Linked DNA regions of Mus musculus: region 1 is linked to region 2. A link is a contact called in public HiChIP or PLAC-seq data. All regions are on one chromosome and are shown on one strand. The core of a region is the stretch at or near the end of the contact, and the rest is flanking DNA. Distances in the headings are between cores, read along the strand shown.

Region 1 (6,207 bases), core at 1,116-3,615, 640 kb after region 2:
GTTGCTAAAACCAGCACCGGAGCTGCAAGTTGGAGACTATGTTTCATTCGATTTTTTTCCCTTCCTTCTTGGGAGTCCTTGGATTTCAGGGAAACGTTGTTTCTCTTTTAGACACTAAAGCAATGGCGAGGGTACGAAAAGCAAAGGCGATTGATAGGCTCTGACTGGAGACAGACTGGAGATAGAACTTCCAGGAAACACCAGTTGGCTCTTCATTAGGAGAGTCGCTTTATAATGACCATGAGTTCTGTGTAGTGAGCACGGAGTCTGGCAGCAGGGAAGATCTATTCTGGTGGCACATTCTAGCATTTGGTCATGAGGGAAGAATGATCTTCAGGAAAAAAAAAATCACCCCCTCAGCAAAGGATTTCTATGGAGGCTGAGCGAGTGAGAGCCAACTCTGACGCTCTTGCAAGTGGGGAGGGAGCTAAGCAGACTTAGTCATCACTGATAGGGCTCTTTTCTGACTCCCACATTTACTTGTATAACTGTCTCCTAGGGAGGGATGAAGTCTTATTAAGAAAACAACAGCACTTTGAAAAAGAGAAGGGATGTGCTGGGAGATGGCTCAGTGGGTAAGAACAGTTTCTATGCAAGCATGAGGTCCTGAGTTCGAATCACAAGCATCCAAACTTTATATATATATTTATAGGAAGATGTGGCAGCACACGCTTTTAATCTCAGCACTTGAGGGGCAGAGGTAGGCGAATTTCTGAGTTCAAGGCCAGCCTGATCTACATAGTGAGTTCTAGGACAGCCAGGGCTACATACAGAAACCCTGTGTCAAAAATAGTCCCTAGCACTGTGGTTGGTAGAGGCAGGAGAATTACTGGGGGTTGCTTCCAGCCTATCTCAAAGATCAGTGAGGATCATTTCTCATGGAAATAGGGCATGATAGCATGATAGAGTGAGTCAATTAATGTCTTCCTCGTGAGTATATGGGTACACCCCTTACACACATGCACACACATATACACATGCACACTTGTGCCTGCGTACACGGAAAAGACAGAAGGAAGAAATAGGGCGTGACCACTGGGGGCACATTCCAGAGTCTGACAGAACTGGGTGGTCTCATCAAGCCCTGAGCTTCTGGGGGAATCAAGAAAGGGATTAGTGAGGCCTTCCGAGATAACCCTGGGTCAGAGCATGCAGCCTAGAGCATGCGCCTAGCACTCAGGAATGCCAGGATACTAATTAATCATCAGTCATCAGGAAAGCCTCATAAAGACCTCAGTCATCAGGAAGCCCCAGATGGACCGAGATGATGCTTAGCCGTCAATGTCCAGGGATACCATAAACACTCACTTGAGGCGACGGGGTGATGGCAGGGGAAGGGAATCTTAATCTTTCTCTTCAATCTCTTACAGCATCTGGAGGCCATTCAGTGGGGGCAGTGAAGGTAGGTAGTGGCTCCTGAGGCCCCGCTGCCTGGAGCAGGAAGAAAGGGAGGTAAATATGCAAAGGGAGATTATGAGTTGACCTGAGGTAAGATTTCATATTATTTGCATATGGGTTGGGGGTGTAGCTCAGTGATAGAATGCTTGCCTAGCATTTGTGGGTCCCTGTGTTTGATCCTCAATATTCTAAGATTTAGTTGTGGTTGTTTTTAATTGCATATATCTGTGTGCATGTGCATGCATATATGTGTATGTGTGTATGTATGTATATGTGCGTATATGTGTATATGTGTGTGTGTATGTATGTGTGTGTGTTGGTGGTTGTGCTGGGTTGGTTTTTTTTTTTGTCAACTTGGCGTAAACCTATCTGGAAGGAAGTGACCTCAACTGAGGAATTGCCTCTGTGAACCAAATTCCTGGAAAGAAGCTGTGCCCCGCAGAGCCTGATTGGTTGGTTAGTGTTACAGTTCTCTGAGGAGACTGGAATGTCGCAGTTCCAAAGGCTACTTAGTTACTTCACCTTGGGCTAGTTCTAGCTCTCAGGAACAGCCAGACCATATGCCCACTCCCACCCCCACCCTGCCCCACTAACGTCCTGTGACTGATACATGAAAATCTTTGGGAATCTAGTAACTTAACAGACTACCAGCTTCCACCAATCCAAGAGCTAAGAATGCCATCAGACAGCACCTGGAGCCTATGGCAAACGCCAATCTCACGGTACCCGCCTCTCTGGTATACCCACCGATGTATTTTGAACTAGCTGTAAAAACTTCATGATACGGCTTCTACACTGGAATATAGAATTTGGGGGTAAACTAGATCTGGCCTCGGGAGACAGAGGCAAGTAGATCTCTGCCTTTGAGGCCAGCCTGGTCTACAAAGTGAGTTTCGGGACAGCCAGGATTACACAGAGAAGAAACCCTGTCATGAAGAACCAAAATAAATACATAAATAAATAAAATTTAAAAATAAACAAAACAAACAAACAAACAAAAGAATTGATGTGGGAGAGTCCAGCCCGCTGCCTCAGATCCTGCCTCTGGGTTCCTGCCTTTCGTTTCTTCCCTTCTTGATGGATGGTAATCTGGCCAAGGAAGCCAAATAAGCCCCAGCAGTAGACAGTGTACCAGAACAATGGCTGTGGAGGGTGTGCCACAGTGCTGCCTGGGAGGCCAGAGGACAACTGTAGGAGTTAGTTCTCAACCTCTGCCACATCTGGCCTGGGGACAGAACTGAAGTTAAGGCTCTGACAGCAAATTCCTTTGCCAGCTGAACCACCTCACCAGCCTCCAAATGCTGTTTTAAGTCATAGGCAAGTTAATGTCTCAGAGTCCGCAGCCATTTCCTCTGAATTGAACGTCCCTTGCGTCCCTTGCGGGAAGGAGGGGAGGGACCCAGAAAGTAAACAAACCTGGAAACAGGAGATTACACAGGGCTCCTCCCCAGGGCTTGGAGACCTGAAACAACTGGGGAGGAATGGGGATTCCGACCACCTGCACATCTGCCTCCAGGGTGCCTCGCCCTCCAGGAGTGTGTCTTTCCTGAGTCCTCACCTGTGTGGGGGTGAGTCCTCCATCTCACTCCGGTAACTCCCCGTAGACTCATATGTTCCAGGATGGACTTAGCGTACTGATTTTTTCAGACTGTCATCTGTTCCTGTCTGGGTGAATAGATGTTTGTTCGTGCAACAGTTAGTCATTTCAAATCCTTTAAGATGATGTGTGTATGTCTGTAGGGAAAAGATACCTTAAGCCCAGCCCTTCTGGCACTGGAGTGCCCTTCTGGGCTCCTTCCAAAGACGGTCCTAACATGGGCATAAGACTGGGACTTTCATTCTGGCAGTAGCTACTCTGGGAAAACAGTGTCCTGCTGCTTGCAGATAAAAAGGATAGATTTGTGAAGTGTGCCGGACACTGGGTGTGGCCCGGGATCCTTTCCTGTTCTGGGCTACCGGGAGACTGATGTGGGGCAAGAGTAACTGTGTTGGAGTGTGAGATCCACTGGACCCCACAGAGTAAACTAGGAAGGTTACAGCTACCCTTACCCATCATGAACTATTGATGAAGCAGCTGATAGAGCAGCCCTGGCTGCCTTTGTACCCCTCTCCCTCAGGCCCAGCGTAGTGGCTAGTCTAGCTTACAGGGAAGGCACGGGATATATTTGTTCATGCTCTGTGATACCCTGAGAAGGCTGGGGACACATTGGATATTTTCTCAATGTCCCCTCTAGAGCATCCGGTGGCCCACTTTTAGGTCTGAAGGTCACTGCCAAGAAACAGAAGCTGCCGAAGTGACACCTCTGAACCCACATGACTCGACACAAAGCTCACAGGAATGCAGAACACAAGCTTCTCAAGTGTCTGTCCCCTGTTGTCTCTGAGGGAGTGACACTGGCATCAGATAGGGGTTCGGGCAGTGTGACACGCTGGCCTTTGGGTTATCGCTGTAACCCGGAGGTTATTTAAGTAGCTCTCTGCTCAGCAGACAGAGTAATAATAGCTAGGAGGTCTGGAAGGCACTGCGTGTGGCCACAGCAGGGGCACCTGAGAATGTAGGACACCGTAGAGTTAACACACAGTGGACCAAAGCAGGCATAGGTGAAGTTAGGTGAAAGGGGTAACTGGTACTTGGGACAAGCTATACTCCCAAGAGACTAACGGAGGAAGCAGGTGACTCAGGCAGATACCAGGAAGCCCAGGAGCTGGAGGCTGCAGGCAGCATTCCTTCAGGCTTCGTGGGGGGAGCTGCTCTTCCAGGCCATCAGGCAGAGCGTCTGTGCGGATGACTCACTAAGAGCAAAAGCAATACGGAAGATGGTTAGGGCCCATGCTTGAGATCTCACTGGGATGAGGTTGGAGGAACATTGTCTATGGTGTGGTCCCTGTAGAGTTCCCTGGTTTCTCTATGCACCCCAGGCCAGTCTTGAACCCGCTATAGAGCCTAGGTTGACCTTGAACTTTTGATGAGTTCTTCGCTTCAGCCTCCCCTATCCTGGGATTACAACCTTGCGCTGCGCGGTCCAACCCTGGTCTCCCGGAGCTCTTGAGAGGATTATGCTCTGTGAAGCATTTGGTGCCACCACTGTGTGTGACACTCAAAATGCTCTCCATGGGCCTGGCGAGCCGGCTTGTATGGGAATGAGCTTCACACATGAGCAGAAGGACCCGAATTCAGTATTCTTAGGACTCACTTGAAAAAGCCAAGCAGGGAAGGAAGTTCATGTCTGTTGTCCTAGGGCTGGAGTGGAGACAGGAGGATGCCTAGACTTCACTGGCCAGCCAGTCTAGCTGAATTGATGACTTTGGGTTAAAGGGGAGACCCTGTCAAAAAGTTAGGATTGAGGCATATATACAACACTGACTGACCTTCTGGTCTTCACCCATCTCATGGTGAAGACAGTAACCATGCAGCTACCTGGTGGCTACGCAGTCGGCCGTGTCCTTAAACACGTTCATCTAGCCTTGAGGATAGTTTCGCACAAGGACTCGTAATTCTGCCCAGTTTTAAAAAGTTTTATTGAAACACATCCATGACCATCCATTTACCTACTTGCCCCAGAGACAGACTTAAACAGTGTTCACAGAGGCTACTAGGCTCAATCCTCACCAATCAGTGCACAAACAGCAGGAGCCTGGACTTCACTAAGTAAAATGGCAGACCGAAGAAGTCTAGACTCTGACACTCACTGTGCCACGTTGGGCAAGTTACTTACCAAGGACCCTTCCTTTCTCAGGCAAACCAGGAGCTGTGCACAGAGGAAGTGAGATCATGCCTACACTGTCCGGCAAATGTCTGATGGTTCGAAAGGATACTATCAAAAGTAGTTACTAGCCAGGCGTGGTGGCGCACGCCTTTGATCCCAGCACTTGGGAGGCAGAGGCAGGCGGATTTCTGAGTTCGAGGTCAGCCTGGTCTACAGAGTGAGTTCCAGGACAGCCAAGGCTATACAGAGAAACCCTGTCTCAAAAAACAAAAACAAAAACAAAAACAAACAAACAAACAAACAAAAAAGTAGTTACTATTGTTAGTTATCAAATTCCTAGTGCCAGGAGAGGGTCATTGCCGCACACGGCTCTCGAAAGAACACCCAGCCTCAGACCCTGAGACCCTGAGAAAGCCAGAAGAGCATGCGGTCACCAAATTCACTGGGACATACCCCCAAATCAACGATTCCAACTTCCTTCGGTTAAAGTAATAGATCAGAGGGCTGGAGAGATGGCTCAGCAGTTAAGAGCACTGACTGCTCATCCGGAGGACCCAAGTTCTATTCTCGGCACCCACATGGTTGCTCACGACCATCTGTAACTCCTCTGCAGGCTCTCTTCTGGCCTCCACAGGCATTGCATGCACACACACGGTGCACAGATAACCGAGGCAAACACTCACACACATAAACTTTAAAAGCAGGAGATTATAATGTGAAGGAAGCAAAGGCCAAAACCAAGAGAGCTAGCACATGGTCACCCCAGGCCCATAGCATGATCTGCCGCCTGACTGAAGACTAATTGTGTCTCTGAAAATGTGACTTGCCGGTCAAAGGGAAGCCACTTCTCTGATGACAAGAGCCCAGTGAGACAGAAACAAAGACTTCTGCTCTGGAATCTTGGGGTCTTAGGGAGGGAAGCTGTTTACGGCGAAGGTAAGATGAAACTCAAAACAAGCAACGTGCAAATGGCTCTGTCATGGGATGGAGGCCTGGCTATGGATTCCTGGGGACAGATGGGGAAAGAAAAATGTTAAAAGAAAGGAAGAAAGAGAGAGAGAGAGAGAGAGAGAGAGAGAGAGAGAGAGGAGGGGAGGGGAGG
Region 2 (5,614 bases), core at 1,085-3,584:
CTGTGTGTGTGTGCAGTGTGCACATGTGTGTAAACCAGGCACTTTCCTTCTCTCACACCAGAGTTTGTGCCCATGCTATCTCTAGGGCAGCCTTCCTGACTCTGCTCAGCAGCTGGGTAGAAATATGCCTCAAGGCCAGCAGCCTAAAGGGCACAGAGTATCCAGATTGGGCTAATCCAGATGGAGACCATGACCTGCCCTTTGGTTTTGGTGAATTCTTGACAGAGGAAACAGAGGTTCAGTGGGGGCAGAGGCTGAGATTGGAGGAGGGGCAATAGAATAGGGAAACAGTAGTAGGTGTGGTCACATACAGTTTTAATCCCAGCACTCAGGTGACAGAGGCAGGTGGATCTGTCAGTTAGAGGCCAACCCGGTCTACAGAGGGAGTTCCAGGCCAGCCAGGGCCACATAGTGAGAAAAGGAAAAGAAAAAAATGAAAGAAAAGAAGAGAAAAGAAAAGAAAAAAAAGCTGGGCATGGTGACACACGCCTTTAATCTCAGCACTTGGGAGGCAGAGGCAGGCAGATTTCTGAGTTCGAGGCCAGCCTGGTCTACAAAGTGAGTTCCAGGACAGCCAGGGCTATACAGAGAAACCCTGTCTCGAAAAACCAAAAAAAAAAAAAGGAAGGAAAGAAGAAGAAGAAGGAGAAAGAGGGAGGAGGAGGAGGAGGAGGAGGAGGAGGAGGAGGAGAAGGAGAAGAAGAAGAAGAAGAAGAAGAAGAAGAAGAAGAAGAAGAAGAAGAAGAAGAAGAGGAAGAAGAAGAAGAAGGAGAGAGTGGAAGAATAGGGAAATAGGGCTGAAGAGAGGGTTCAGAGATTAAGACCATGGGCTGCTCTTCCAGAGGACTCAGGTTGGATTCCCAGCATCCACATGGCTGTCAATACCTACTGCAAGCCCAGCTTATTTTGTTTTTCCTTAAAATATTGCTCATTTATTTAAGTGTTTTCAATTCTGTGTGTGTGCTTCTTAGTGAATAAGGCATCCCACATGACTGATAAGCACATGTCTACCACAGCCCTGGCTATTGTAAACAACATACTTTGATTATATTCTTTCCCCTCCCAGAACCTCTCCACTTCTCCCCCTCCCTACCCACCAAACTTGACGCTCTTTCAAAAGAAGCAAGCCAGGCAGCGGTACACGCTTTTAACCTCAGCATTTGGGAGGCAGAGCCAGAGTTCCAGGAAAGCTAGCACTACACAGAGCTGTCCTGTTTCAAAAAGAACAAGACCTTGGAGTCAGATTTGTGATGGCCAACTCTTTCTGAGCTCGAGGCTCTTGAGTGTGTTTGATACACCTGATGTCACTCCATTGAAGAAGGCTGATGTCCCCTTGCCTGCCAGTATCAGTTGCAAATAGCCTCTTGGTGAGGGGTGGGAGTTTATGTCCACTTTACCTTCCACACACTGGGATTTTTGTCTGGCTTGAGCTTGTGCGGGTCTTATGCATTTGACAGTCTCTGTGAGTTCATATGTGCATCTTCTTGTCGGGAGTCGGGAAACTTCAGTTTCCTCTGGATCCATTTGCCACTTCTGGCTCTTCCAGCCTCCCTGCCCACTCTCTGGAATAGATCCCTGAGCCTTGAGGGTATGAGAAACGTCTCCCATTTAGAGCTGAGTGCCCCTAAGTCTCTCAAAGAGCTGTGGGTCTCTGTTAATTTCCCATCTACTGTTAGAAGCGTCTCTGAGGAGGGCTGAGCGATGGGCTGATGTACGGGACAGCAAGCAGTGCGTCAGTAGGAGTCGGTTTATTGTTATGCTGATTAAGCAGAAACGTAGTAGGTTTTCTCCCTGGGGCCCCAAAAGGAGCCCGAGCAAATATCAAGTCAAGATTATTTTAGTATGAGCATAAATTTGTACCTGAATGGGGGATGACAGTTGTAGGATTGGTCCCTGTTGGCCACGCCCCTGGTACCGGTAAGAATATCACAGCCAGCCCAGTGGATTTGCCAGCCTCCCGCTGGTGTCTGTGCGCTTCACCTGGCTCTGATCCAGAACCCCTACACACACACACCCTGCAGGTGGAAGACCCACCAGGCACGGAGGAGGGTGGGGAGTGACTGTAGGAACACCGTGCTAAACCTGGGTGCGACCAGACCTGCCTGGGAGTGGACGGTGTGCTAAGTCCGGGAGGGGTGAAGCATGCCCGGGAGGTGCAGGGCCTGCCTGCGACGGCCGAGTGCGGTTGCCTGGGTAGGGCGGGGCCTGCCTTGGAGGGTTGCTGAGCCTAGAGGGCGGGGTCTGACAGGGGCCAGGAGGCGGGGGATGGGGGACGAGCCTGAGAGGGGAGGAGGTGCTGAGGGTGGAAGAGGAGGAGCGTTGAGCCTGGATGGAGCGAGGCTCTGACTACTGTAGAGGGACCTAGCTGGAACCGCAGGAAGCTGAGTCTGTCTAGTACACAGCTGTTCGGCGTCGTCTGGGTTGAAGCCGCAGGACCAACTTCTAAGGGAGGGGAGAGGCAGGAGAGCAGAGCTCGGAGTCCACATCCGAGAAGCTCTTGGGACCCCCAAGTCCAAGATATTTCACTACCGGCGAAGGAACTCGCCCTCAACTACTGGAAAAATGCTGGCCGCGCATCTGGCTTCGTCATCCCCTGGGAGGTAGGCTGAGCGTCTGTCTGGGATTTGCAAGCATCGTTGAGTTCAGGGTCTGACACTGGCCAACCTGCTGTAGAAGGAGATTTAGGACAAGGTCAATGTGACCATTCATTGTCAAGGAGCCAGAGAGGCGGCTCCGTAGTTAAGAGAGCTGGCAGCTCTTGTGAGGATCTGGGTTAGGTTCCCAACACCCACATTCACAACTCTCTCTATCTCCAGTTTGCCACGGGATCCGAAGCCCTCATCTGACATCTGTGGGTACCAAGCATGCATGTCGTGCATGCAAGCAAGCATTCATACAATGTAAAGGAAATCGTATTTAAATTTTTATTTTATTATTCTTTATGTGTATGAGTGTTTTGCCTGCGTGTTCACCACATATGTACCTAGTACCCACAGGGACCAAAAAAGGGCGTCAGATGCCCTAGATGGAGTTATAGACAGTTGTAAGGTACCATGTGGATGCTAGGAACCTAACCCGGGTCCTCTGCACGAGCGGTTCTCTTAACCATTGAACCATCTCTCCAAATCCAAATAAATATTTTTCAAAAAAAAAATTATTGCCAAGCTGCATCCTTGTTATCAAGCCCTCAGAAGGTGGAAACAAAAAGGTCACGGGTTCAAAGTCATCCTTGGCTATAAATCGAGCTCAAATCAAGCCTGGACTGCGTAGTAAGTTTGAGGCCAGCCTAAGCTACATAGGAGACTCTGCCTGGACAAAACTAAACAGAAAGATTAATCATTTTCTGGTCCCCTTTCCCCAGTTCCTTCTGATCTTCCTGCCTTTGGCAGCCTGGCTCCAGTGGAATGTGCCCGCTGTGGTACCTAACAAGTTCAAGGAGAGGTCCTGGCGGTCCATCAAGAGGCGCTGCTTTAGGTCAGTAAGACTTTGGACTCTGGCCCCACCCACATCTGGCTGATTACGCCTCCTAATTGCCCCCACGTCCTGGCTCCTCCCTTTCAAGCCCCGCCCGCTAGAGTGGAGCAAGGATTGGCCAGGCTCCTTTACAATAGTCTTGCCTTCGACACGCCCCCTTTTACCTTGAACTTTCACGGGGCCGAGAGAGCTTCCCTCCTCCAGGAGTGCCTGCTCCACCCGACCCGGTGCGAAAGAAACACAATTTCCTAAGCTTTTTTTCTAGGGCTCCCGCCTTGGCCCCAACCCAAGGTCCAAACCCTCTGGTTTCCAGCGAGGGGCCAGGGCAGTGCCTCTTGGGAGGAATAGTCAGTTGGCGTTTTCTTCTCCACATCCCCTCTTCCTGCTCTACATTGACACAACTCTATCGCTCCCACTCACTCTGGACAGTGTCGTCTCACGGTGTAATGGTCCTTAGGTGGAGTAGAGGACCCCGCTTTGAGCTTAAAGTCATCAACTAGAAGCTAAAGAACCCACTCTGAGGGAGGGTTCACTGGGGTCTGGGCATGAAGTTTAGCAGGCCTATGGTATAGGAAGATTAGGGAACGGGCTTAGCTTAGCAACCCTGGAGATTGAAGATCAGGTGGTAGAGTGCTCGCCTGCAAAGGAGAGGTTCTGAGTTCAAGCCCCAACACTGTGTAAACTGGTGCTCGCTGTGATCCCAGCACTCAAAAGGTAGAGGCAGAAAGCTCAATATCCCAAGCTCGTCCTCACCTACATACCAAATTTTTCAGGGGAAAGGATGTGGAAGGGAGGTCAGCCAGGTGTCTCCCAGCACACCAGTCAGTGAGTGGCTAAGGAGGTTGGCAAGTGATGGTGCCAGATGAGTCTGGGTTTCATACTGATTATGATTATTCTCTTTCTTTTTTTCTTTGTGTTGACTTATTCATTTTTATTTTTCTATATGTGTGAGTTTTGCCTGCATGTCTGTAAGTGTATGGACCACATACATGCCTAGCGTCCAGGAAAGCCAAGAGAAAGTGTCAGATCACATGGTTGTGAGCCGCCATATGGGTATCAGGGACTGAGTCTGGTTTCTCTGCAAAGGCAGCAAGTGTTCCTAACCACTGAGCCATCTCTCCAGCCCCCATGTCGTTCTTGTTAACAATGCTCCTAGAGCTTTGGTTTCACCATCTGGAAGAGGTGATGGGACGTCACGGATGGGAGAGTACTCGTGTTTAGGGGTACAAGCCTCAGGTACTCAGCTCCTGAGTGGTAGCCGTCACAGTGTGGGCTTCAGAGGGTCGTAACGCACAGTAGGTAGACCCATGCTTTGCACACAGGAAGCGTACAGGCTTTCAACACTGGGGGCGTCGTCCTTGCAGCTTACCCTCCATACTCTGGGAATCTCACCCGCTTGCCAATTGCAAGGCGCTCACACACATAACAGGCGCTCACACCCAATCCAGAAACTGGGAGGAAGTGGCTTTACCTTTTCGGCAGGCTTGGCAAAGTCGTGTGCCTGGCACAGATCATGGAGCAACCCGCCATCACTATAGAGGCTTCCTTGACCTCAGCTGTGTCATTGACCTTACTAAAACTCCCTGTGGGCTGCTGCTCTCTATGAAGGTTCACTGGGGATGCACATGCTGAAGACCTAAAGGTTGGTCATTGCAGCAGGAAAGAGCCACTGGTGGGGAGTGGCCACCTGACTTCTGTCCCCCCAGCTATGCAGCTGAGTGTTCCTAATTTACAGATGTGGCTCATGGGGGAGGGGCGGGGGAGTGGCAGAGGAGGTCTCAAGATCCCCGAGAAGGGATTCCAGATTTGGAGCTTCCAGGACGTCCTCCACTCCCACAAAGTCCCCGCCCATACCTAGGACCTGGGAAGCTCCAGAGAGAGAAAGAGAGAGAGAGGGGTGGCCCACCTCCAAGGAGCAGATCCCAGCTAACCCCATCTTTAGGCAGTTGTCTGGGGTCCCTCCGAGCTTCTGGGAGGCATAGGGCTCCCATTGTTCCAGCCCCCTCTTGTACCTGACTGGCCAAACCGGTTCTGGGGAAGGGGGGCGGGGAGCAGGCACGTTGAGACAGCCGCCTGCCTCTGCAAGGCTCCCTCCCCCTCGCCTCCCCCCTCCCTGCCCCACACAATACCCAGGAGCTTA

The links. HiChIP or PLAC-seq counts read pairs in DNA pulled down with a chosen protein or histone mark.
Region 1: a contact with region 2 is called in an HNF4G HiChIP or PLAC-seq map of pancreatic cancer cells. The contact joins the promoter of Fhad1os2 here to the promoter of Arhgef19 in region 2. A contact is called at or near these places in 1 of 39 promoter capture datasets (pre-B cells) and 1 of 115 datasets of contacts at active chromatin or transcription factors (pancreatic cancer cells).

The regions. Positions count from the first base shown.
Region 1 is chr4:141,878,916-141,885,122 of GRCm38.p6, forward strand. Fhad1os2 (a long non-coding RNA gene) reads left to right here and starts at 2,366. Exons shown (of 5, transcript XR_003955162.1): 1 at 2,366-2,966. Gm46874 (a long non-coding RNA gene) reads right to left here. Exons shown (of 3, transcript XR_001784482.1): 2 at 2,957-4,191; 3 at 769-1,431.
Region 2 is chr4:141,237,271-141,242,884 of GRCm38.p6, forward strand. It overlaps Arhgef19 (Rho guanine nucleotide exchange factor (GEF) 19), which reads left to right and starts at 2,335. Exons shown (of 18, transcript NM_001379647.1): 1 at 2,335-2,600; 2 at 3,362-3,474. It overlaps C630004L07Rik (RIKEN cDNA C630004L07 gene), which reads right to left. Exons shown (of 2, transcript NR_165245.1): 2 at 905-2,667.